2 separate regions of the Gossypium hirsutum genome follow, and region 2 is linked to region 1. The links are chromatin contacts, called in public Hi-C maps. All regions are on one chromosome and are shown on one strand. Each heading gives the region's core, a stretch centred on a gene start, on an enhancer-like site or on the middle of the called end of the contact. The rest is flanking DNA. Distances are from core to core; before and after follow the strand shown.

Region 1 (4,859 bases), core at 1,764-4,263:
CCGGGAGTCAAAATTGAACCTCGCAATTTATAGGAAGCAAGGCCAAAAACAGGTAGAGAGATATTTGAAGAGGGATCAACACCACAGGCTTTCCTACTGCTAGAAGCAGAATACTCCAGCTGATTTTTACCTGTACCAGACGTAAAATAATGGGCAAAATTAACTCAACAAAATATGTACTATAGCCCAGCAACACGGGTTTAAGCCCCATGATCTTAAATGAGAGAGAATGGGGTATACTTTGAGAACGTGTTGACAAAGAATGGAACGTCAAGAAAGATGCATCCAGATTTTGGAGGGTTGGACCCATAGGTATTCTGTATATTGGGTACCTAGACCAAAAATAATATAACCAAACAAAGATAAAGTTTAAAAAAACAGTGACTTGGCAATCTTTAGAAGTATAAGATGTTCTACCAAGCCACCGATATCCAACTTGCTGGCAATAGTTCACAGCTCCTGTACATCCTGATCTCTGGAAATTGAGATGCAAGACTTGAAATCTGTTGGGTCAGAAAAAGGTGCCACAAGCATCCAAGTAAGGACAAACAAACAGTTTAGGAAAAAGAACTCTAACATTGTAAATCACCACCATGTGAACTTGCCTTGTCATATAAAGGTTTCCGATGATGTGGTTGCTCTTGTTCAAAGTATTCAAAAACCAGCAGCCCATTTGACTTGCCAACCTCCACTTCATCACTAGAGGTACTCATAGGAGATCCATTTGTCCTCTGGGAGTTGTGATGCACCCGAGCTCCATCAATACCACCTTTCACTCTCCTGTCTGTTTCAGAGTCGCTACTTCCAGCACTACTAATTTCTCTTGAAGACTCAGCATCACCGATGTCACTAGTCCTCCTGATAGTTCAGCACATTGGCAAATTTTTGCAGATTAACAGTAAGGCAACTCAAAAGCTCCATAGATTTTTACAAGCCTATCACCTAATATCAGGTATGCTGCTCAACTAGTACCCAAAATAAGATTTAACAGACCAAGTATTACAGAATCAATGCCTGGATGTAGCAGGTAATTAGTCACTGATTTGCACAAAGTCAATGATCATTCTCCTAAGCATACTGTCACAGTTACACTTCTGTCGAATAATAGTTATAGTCCAAGAGAGAAAGCAAAGCAAGGCAGTGGTATTTGTGCAGATCAGATGCAGCGTCATAAATTAATAATTTAACAATTAAGGAACCATTATTTTTCAGGTGCATTTCAGTATGTATAAAGTATAAAATCATGTATGGGAAGCATATTCCCTGGTTGATGACAGTGCAACTAGAGAACACGTCAAATCAACATTATCTGTCAGCAAAAAAAATTGTAGCAATGGATGCATTATGTAGGACAGCCAACCAACATTCCAAAACAAGTTAGATGGTTTAAGAGAGAGCATTCAAGGTTTCTTATCGCCAGATAATATATATATATCAACCATCAATTTAACTTACTACATCATTGCAATATCAAGAGGAAGCATAAGAACCAGTAATGTATAAGAATCTAGAATATTCATCACTGCCACATAGTTAAGAGAGCAATCTGACATGATAAAAAACAATAAATACAACTACCATACTAACGGGAATTTATGAATAGGGAAGAGGAAAATTTAGGAAGGATATAGCAGCAAGAAGCTCACCTCGGCTGATGTGGATCTACATACAATTGTAAGCCTGACAAGTAAGGAACATAGTATTGCTTAACAGAATCACTCCCATTCAACAATAGCGGCACTCCGACTCCGTATACACTCCACTCGCTAAAACATTCCCAAAGATCACCGAGCCAATAATATGAGCGTAAATCCACTTCACGGGTTTCCTGTCCCTTCAGTTGTGCCTATCAAACCAACAAACAGAAGGAAAAATACAAATGTTGAAATGAATGCCGTGAAGTAAAAACTTAAGATTCCTGAACCCCAACAAATTGCTAAGAGAATATATAATGAAACCTCTTTCAAACTCTTCCTTAAGTATAGCTTCAACCAATTAAATCAATCTACTTTTTGATCATTAATATATGAGAAATATAAATCCGCTGTTTTTATTTTCATAAACAAGACGTAATGTTGATTCGAACCAGATAAATCTAAATCTTTTATCAGTTTAGGACCACAAGAATGCAAATCATAGACACACAGTAAAACCCCCAACACCATTAATTAGCATAATGCAGCTAATTCTCACAAGTTGGAATTTGTACTAAACTGACCATTACATTTTAAATTAATAATTAAAAAAAAAAACATTTGCGTTTCTTTCCTAATATAAGTTCTTCTTTTTCTCAGCCAAATAGTAATTAGCTCTCTTTTCTTTGTTCTTGTATAGCCATTAAAAAATTCAAAAAAAAAAAAACTCAAAATGTAATTCTCCAGAACTATGTTTAGCTACGACGAAAGTCTTTCACAATACCTCAGAGAAGCAATGAGCCGGGACAAAAGGGGTGACTGATTCCATGAGCCTATCCAAATTGGTCAATTTAGCAATATTCGGCGAAGAGTAGCAGACCGAGTTACGCCTCGACAATGTAGAGTCGTCAGAATCTGCCCGAGTCTCAGCCACTGAATCGACTGAGTTGACTTCGCTCTCCTTATCTGACCGTTTCCGTAGCTCACTCAGCAACGGTCTGTGTGTGAGTTGCTTCCTCTGCAACTGCTGATGTCGCCTCACCGCTGGCGGATTGTAGAATCGGTCCCTCGTCTGAGTTCGGGCTACCGCGTACCCGCCTGAGTTTGACATGCTACTGCTATGGGGAGAAAAAATTAAAAGTCTTAGCTCCTTTTGCCGGAGTAGCGTTGAAAGGGATTTTGGAGGGGCTTTAAATTTGAAGAGGTAAAATAATGAGGACGAAATTGAAGAGGCAGCCCACGTACGACCCACGAGTGTTTTTCTCTTTGCGGCGTTGGTTTTTTTCTTTAAAAGATTTGAAGAAGGAAATAAGAAATAAAAACATGTAAAAAAAAAAAAATTTGAACAGAAAAAGGCTTTGTCGGCCTGAATTCTGATTTCGCTTGCGTTTTCAACGAAGGTTATAGCGTAATTAAAAACGATCGAAATGACGACGTTGACCCTCTCTTTCCTAATTAATTATTATCCACTTGATTGATCACCTCTTTATCTTTCTATTTTTTTTCATTGCATGGTTATATTTTGAAACAAATACATAAATGAGACCATCAATGACGCTGAGCTAAATTTGATGCATCCATCACCGTCCGATCTATATTTTTTTCTTTTGATCGGGATAGGCTTTTAATTGTGTGTTTGACTTGAATTAGTATTTCATATATGAAATACCAATAATAATTTGTGCACCCAACTCCACAGCATTTAGGGGGAGAGGAGAATTACGTTATCTGGTGTCGCAAGAAAACGAGTTTCGCCAAACACTGGAAAAAAGTGGCAAAAACCTTGGCGAAATAAGGTATGGAAATAATGAAAGCATGAACAAAATGTGAATCGCTAAGCGCTTGTCTGCTTCCAATTACTGACGTTTAATTTAGTATTATTTTTTAAAAGTTATAATTCTTTGTTCTCCTTTTAGTTTAAAAAGTATTTTTGTGCCTGTACTTTTTAAAAAAAAGTTATATCAAAATAATAATTTTACGTTATTTATATCTTTTTTTAATATCAGAATAATAAATTAGATTTTTTTCTCTTGATTTTTAGTATTTTCAGTTGGATTTAATTTTTTTTAAAAAAAAGATATCTTGTTTAACAATATTTTTATCTCAAAAATATTTTTTTGTCACAAAAGTGGTTCTTAGAAGCAATGCTAAATTGATATATTGTTTATCCTAACTCTTTTTAAAACGAAGTACAAATTCTTTTTTTGTTTTTGTTTCTTGAAACCTTATCAAAATAAAAATAAAAGTTAATATATTGTTTGCTCCCTTAATTTATCTAAAAGTACCTAATTAATACTTGAATTATATTTCGTTACCTAGGTTGGTACCTTTACACTAACATTGTTAGTTTGTGCTAGTGTGGCACTGTTAGCTAATTCGATAGTGACATATGGTAACATCTCAATATGTCATGTGTAGAAGTGATCATGGGTCGGGCCGAGTTCGGGTCGAGCTCAAGCAAAGCAATAGGCTCGTTTGCTAGGCTTGGGCCTGGCCTGTAAAAATGCTAAAACTCGGGCCCGACACTGCTCACCCATATAAAAAAAATTACATTATATTTTTTTACATAAATTTTAAATATATATAATACATAAAAGATACTAAAAATTTTAAAATAAATATTTCCGACCAAATTGAAAATAAATTTTAAAAAATATGTATACTTAAATAATACTAAAATAGATGCAACTTAATAAGAAAATATCTCTAAAATAATAACAAAATTAACAATAAAACAAGTGTTATACAATATCCAAACAATAACAACAAAATAGTAGCTAGGGGTGAGTATTCGATCGAGTCGAGTTGAATTGAGTCAAAAAGTTTCGAGTCGAGTTGAATTAATGAATCTTATTATTTATACTCAATATTCTGTTTACGTGGATCGATTATTTTACTAGTAGACGAAGTACAAGCTTTTAAATTAATTTTGAGCAAAGGAAAAAAGGGGAGTGAGGCGATTCGGCAAGGAAAGTAAGACTAATGGGTAAACATTTATCAAAACAACTTAGTTTTGCCTTTTAACTTGATAGTTTTGACTTTAAACTTTAGAAAAGGTAAACATTTATCAAAACGACGTAATTTTGCTTATTCTTTTTTTTTTATTTGGATTTTTGGATAACTTAAATTAGGGGTGAGCATTCGATTGAATCGATTGAAACCGTTTGAGTTAAATTAGAAAAATTAATAATGTTAAATTAAAATCTTGTATAATATAACTATTTC
Region 2 (4,859 bases), core at 812-3,311, 200 kb after region 1:
TGTGTCCATATCCATCCAAGTCCAGGAAACTCCATTACTATTATTTTAAAAATTGAGCGCACTTATAATAAATCTCTACCTATTTTCGACTCCCACTCTCAGTCCAATTCAGGTAATGCAGAATATATTACCATAATTGATAATTTGATATATCAACAAACAAACTGTTGCTTTTTATTAACAAATGGATACTTATAAGTCAGATTAAGTTTGAGAATTTCAGTAACCAAAAGAAAAGTTGTTGTCTTGAATTCTTTTATCAAAATAAATGCTCCTCTCCTTAGACATCAATCAAGCAAAAGCGGTAAAACATATGCCTTACGTTGTAATAATTTAGAAGAGGTGCGCTCCAACGCATTTAAGTAGGCGATTGGCCCGTTTTAAGCCCAAATAGTATTTCCAGCTATTCGCCCTTATTTCAGCCGACTTAAGCGGTAGTTAGTTTGACCCATTAATTTTATAAAGGGCCTAGCTAACCCTCGTCGGATTCTCAGTTCACTCGCACCAATCCATTTCGTCGGCCTCAAATCCTGGTAAACCCACTTTCTCTTTCTCTGTATTGCCCGTTAACAAATCTCATCTGACAGCAATCACGAGATTGAGTGTGGGTTTGGATAGGCGATACGATGGATTTAGTTTACTTTTTGTCTCACGCTATACTATCATGACAATATTTAATCTCAATGCCATCATTGTTTTTACACTAACCATAAGTAAATGTACCACCATTCAAACCCACCCTAATTCGAATATTGGAAATAATATTTATGAGTACAAAGAAATAGCACCCAAAGAAGAGCTCTGGAACAATTTTTATTTGGAATAATGACGTTTTTAGGAATAGTTATTCCTAGAACAACCATGGTTTAGAACAATTGTATTTTTTCAAAAGGGTCATTAATCAAAAGTTCTATCAAGAAAAATATCACCACAAAAATTCATGTTCAAAACAACTTCTAAATTGATAACAATTATATATAGAATAACTCAAGTTTGGAACAAGTTAAAATAATGATTATTTAGGAACTACTCTAGTTAAAAACAACCATGTCTTGTGTTTTAAGATATATTCCGTGAAAAATATTTCACATAGTACTGCTTCTTCATCAAATTAAAAGAAGTGAAAGTAACCTTAAAATGATATTGAATTAGCAAATGAAATATGAAAGATGGTTAAATATTTTTCTCTCATTTCAAAAATAAAGTGAATTCTTGCACATAATCAACAAAACTTTTCGCCATTCTTCTTAATCATTAATAGAATTGTAGCTAAAAATTAATTTTATTATTCGTGCTAATTACCTAGCTTTGTATTTCCTATTTTTAAAGATCCATAAATATAAACCCTTAACAATTAGTGATACCGAATTTGCTTCAATTTTTCCTTTTGCTTTTTATAGGTACATCTCGTTTATTTTTTTGCTAACACTTCCTCATTCCATTAAAGACCTTTCTACACCGGTAAATATTTTGATAACTTTAGCAGTTATCACAAATCTCACAATCTCCTAACCTTTTGCAGGAAACCATCTTAGCTTGCACACTGTATCCTTGTTTACTTTTATTTGTTGTATGTTTAGTAGTAATTTTTTTCATCATGGAGAATGATTTTAATGTTGGTGGAAATAAGGGGAGTTGAAATGAAGATGTTGAAGGGAATGATGGGTTGAGGAGGTCGATGGTGAAAAGAAAAAAATATTCTACGAAACATTCATGTGGGCACTGGGGAGTTACCTTTACGCTATTTAGTTGATGTAGTTATTTCTGTATTTCTCCATCTGTTCTCTCTTCTCGATCAATTCTCCTTACCTCCCTTGTGTATTCGTTGCGCACACAATGACTCTTCTCATGTTTGAAATACCTGCTTGTGTTGGTGTAATCATAAAACTAATCAACATGAAAAAACCAGACGATCTTAAACAATGTGGACAAATAAAGGAGTCGCTGCTGGCAAGATGAAGGAGCAAAACGACACAGGGCAACTATTACTCATGCTATGTGCATTTTGTTTTGTCTTTGTAAACATCCGCTCCTCAAAAAAAATGAGGAGTTCGATGCTGTTATTTGTAATTGCGGAGCTTAATGAGTGCATTAGAAGAAGTCATAAACTTGTTATATTTCATCCTCATTTGTTTATTGAATCAATGCTTGAAAGTTTGAAACTTGAAACCTTCCATCAATCTGTAATTAGTAGAATGACCGACACTAACCGGAATGGTACTATAATGGTGGTGTGCAGCATTTGGGCTCTTTATTAAGCAAGGCCCAATCCATTAATGTTGTCTAGTGCAGTAGTGGAGTGAGCCGGCAAGGTTATACAGCAGCCGGACTTCACCCGGCAATCGGCATTTTGGAGACTAGCTTTTAATTCAAAATTTTATATACTGCTACTAAAGTTTAATCAGCGGTTATTGGAGAGAATAGAACAGATAAGCCATGAATTCTCTCTGATTGTCTTTCATTTCACAAAAACGACTATAAAGAAGGGGGGAAATGTTGCACGAGCTTTTACTAGCACTTGTTGGTTACACAGGAGATCTAATAATCGACGAGCGAGAACATCATAAATCTCTCGGCATTTGCTTATCCCCCAACGCTCCCATCTCCGAACAACGTTCCTTCAAGCTTGCTTCCGACATTTCCTTCATCGACCCCAGTGAAAGGTCTTAAGAAAGAAAATTTTAATTTTCATAAACATCCAAAACCCTCTCTCTCTCTTCTCTCTTTCCTTAGGGTTTCATACGAATAATTTTCTCCCAGGGATCTTATCGAGAAGCTAATTACGTTAGGGTTTTACTACCGAGAGCTCGATCGCTTTGCCACGAAATCCCGGAATCTAAGCTGGATAAGAGCGGCTGATGTTTCTCCTTTGGACAGAGCCTCTGAGTTGTCAAATCCTAAAAGCGGGAAGCCGAGCGTTTATCGAAGAGCCATTGCTAATGGCCTGGTGGAGATACTCTCTGTCTACAAGTCTGCTGTTCTTCAACTCGAGCAGAAATTGTTGTCGGAAACCATGCCAATTTTGGCAACTGTCACTCAGGCCCTCAATAAGGTTTCTTGTTATTTTAAGCACGTCGTATCGCTGATTTAAATTTCCTAGTTGCTCTTTACTCTCGTTCTATAAGTTTATCATTTCGTTGCAGTTCTTTGTTATATTGCCGCCTTTGTACGAGCTTATTCTAGAGATTGAGCGTGATGATATACGTGGAGGACAGCTTCTTAACCTTTTACACAAACGCTGCCACTGTGGGGTGCCTGAATTGCAGGCCTGCATTCAAAGGTATTGAGTTTCCTTTGTTTTTTTGCTTTGCTTTTCTAATGCAAAAAATGCGACAAGTAGTCTCCATTTCTCCTATAAAAATGCCAGTTTGTTTTCTTAATAATAATACCACCCTTTTCTTATGCCTCTCTAGTGAAAATTTATACTGCAATTAAAATTCATATTTATTGCATTCTTCAATCTGCTATGATAATTAATTAAGATTAAATCAATGATTACAATCCAAACTTCTATATGCCTAATTTCAGTGTTCATGTAATTGCTTGTGAATGGCTGGGGAGCCTGAGACTATGTTTATGCTTGGTTATGAGTTAACTGTCTTCAAATGTAGTTTTAGGTTATAGCCATATGTTCATTGCTTAAAAATGTTAAGATTTTAATGATCAGCTTGTAGACTAATTCTTGAACCATAGGCTTCTTTGGCATGGTCATCAAGTGTTGTATAACCAACTATCATCGTGGATGATTTATGGAATTCTACAAGACCAGCATGGAGAATTTTTCATTAGAAGGTAAGGATTAAAACAGTATGTATTTTCCCTTTTTAATTCATACAAGGATTTTTTTTTTTTGGAACTTTAATGTCTTTTAATTCTTTTATTTCATAAGTCGCATGGACTTTCTCTTTGGTTTGTATCCTTACACATTGAACTAGTTTAATGATTCTATTATTTCCAGGCAAGAAGATCGGGATGTGGAATATGGCTCATCTATCTTGGATACATCAGAAAAATTGGCTCACTTGTCAACTGTGGATACATCTTTAACTGATTGGCACTTGGGCTTTCATATATTTCTGGTATTTTTGGAGCCATCTCCTAATTGTTTTAGTTTCTTTTTTTTTTTCATGACATTGTTGCAAACCTCTGTTCCTTGTTTTAGCTAAAATTAATTATTACATATAAACTTGTTGGAATGGGGAAACTTTATTCTAGGGTTTGTGGTCAATTCCCATACTTCCAGTCACATTTGAGCATTTATTTAGCAAATTGTTATTAGGATAGCAGACATCACTCACTTCATTTGATTTATTGCTGTAGGCATTAGTTTCTATAGATGAATAAAATCGTCACTGTTTTCTTCATTAGCAGCAATTAAGAAACAAGGATTTGTGTGTGGGAATTGTTAGGTTAAATCTGCAAGTCAACAAACCAGTAATCTATGTTCTGCTACTGTGAACCTATAAGTTAAATGGAAAGAAACCTGGAAATGAATCTCAGATAAAAAGGATTTTGTGCATACTTCTTTCTGTGTTCTTAGTTTTGTTGTCGCGAGCTATTTATTCTTCGGCTGTTGTTTTGTAGGATATGCTCCCTGAGTATATCCATATGCGTGTAGCAGAGTCTATTCTTTTTGCTGGTAAAGCCATCAGGGTTCTCTGGAACCCAAGCCCTGCAATCCAATTTCAGGATGCTCTGTCTAATCAGCAGACAAAAAAAGGCTCTCAAAAGTTTCATGGATCAGCTGTGGGTGTTCCTTTCCAGAAGGAGGCTTTCCTGGATGTAAAAACAATTGGAGAAGAATTGCTCCCACAATCAGTGGCTGATAAGATTGAAACTATGCTTCTAGATCTAAAGGT

What was found. A called contact is a pair of places that touch in the nucleus more often than the background predicts.
Region 2: a Hi-C map of leaf shows a contact between it and region 1, with 1.5 times the contacts expected there. The contact joins the promoter of LOC107924483 here to the promoter of LOC107924360 in region 1. A contact is called at or near these places in 2 of 34 Hi-C or Micro-C datasets (both in leaf).

Annotation. Positions count from the first base shown.
Region 1 is chrA11:12,286,205-12,291,063 of Gossypium_hirsutum_v2.1, forward strand. It overlaps LOC107924360, which reads right to left and starts at 3,014. Exons shown (of 7, transcript XM_016854767.2): 1 at 2,419-3,014; 2 at 1,647-1,846; 3 at 606-858; 4 at 418-503; 5 at 241-332; 6 at 1-130. The coding sequence starts at 2,745.
Region 2 is chrA11:12,490,414-12,495,272 of Gossypium_hirsutum_v2.1, forward strand. LOC107924483 (gamma-tubulin complex component 4) reads left to right here and starts at 2,062. Exons shown (of 16, transcript XM_016854955.2): 1 at 2,062-2,663; 2 at 2,761-3,052; 3 at 3,144-3,280; 4 at 3,694-3,792; 5 at 3,959-4,079; 6 at 4,585-4,857. The coding sequence starts at 2,494.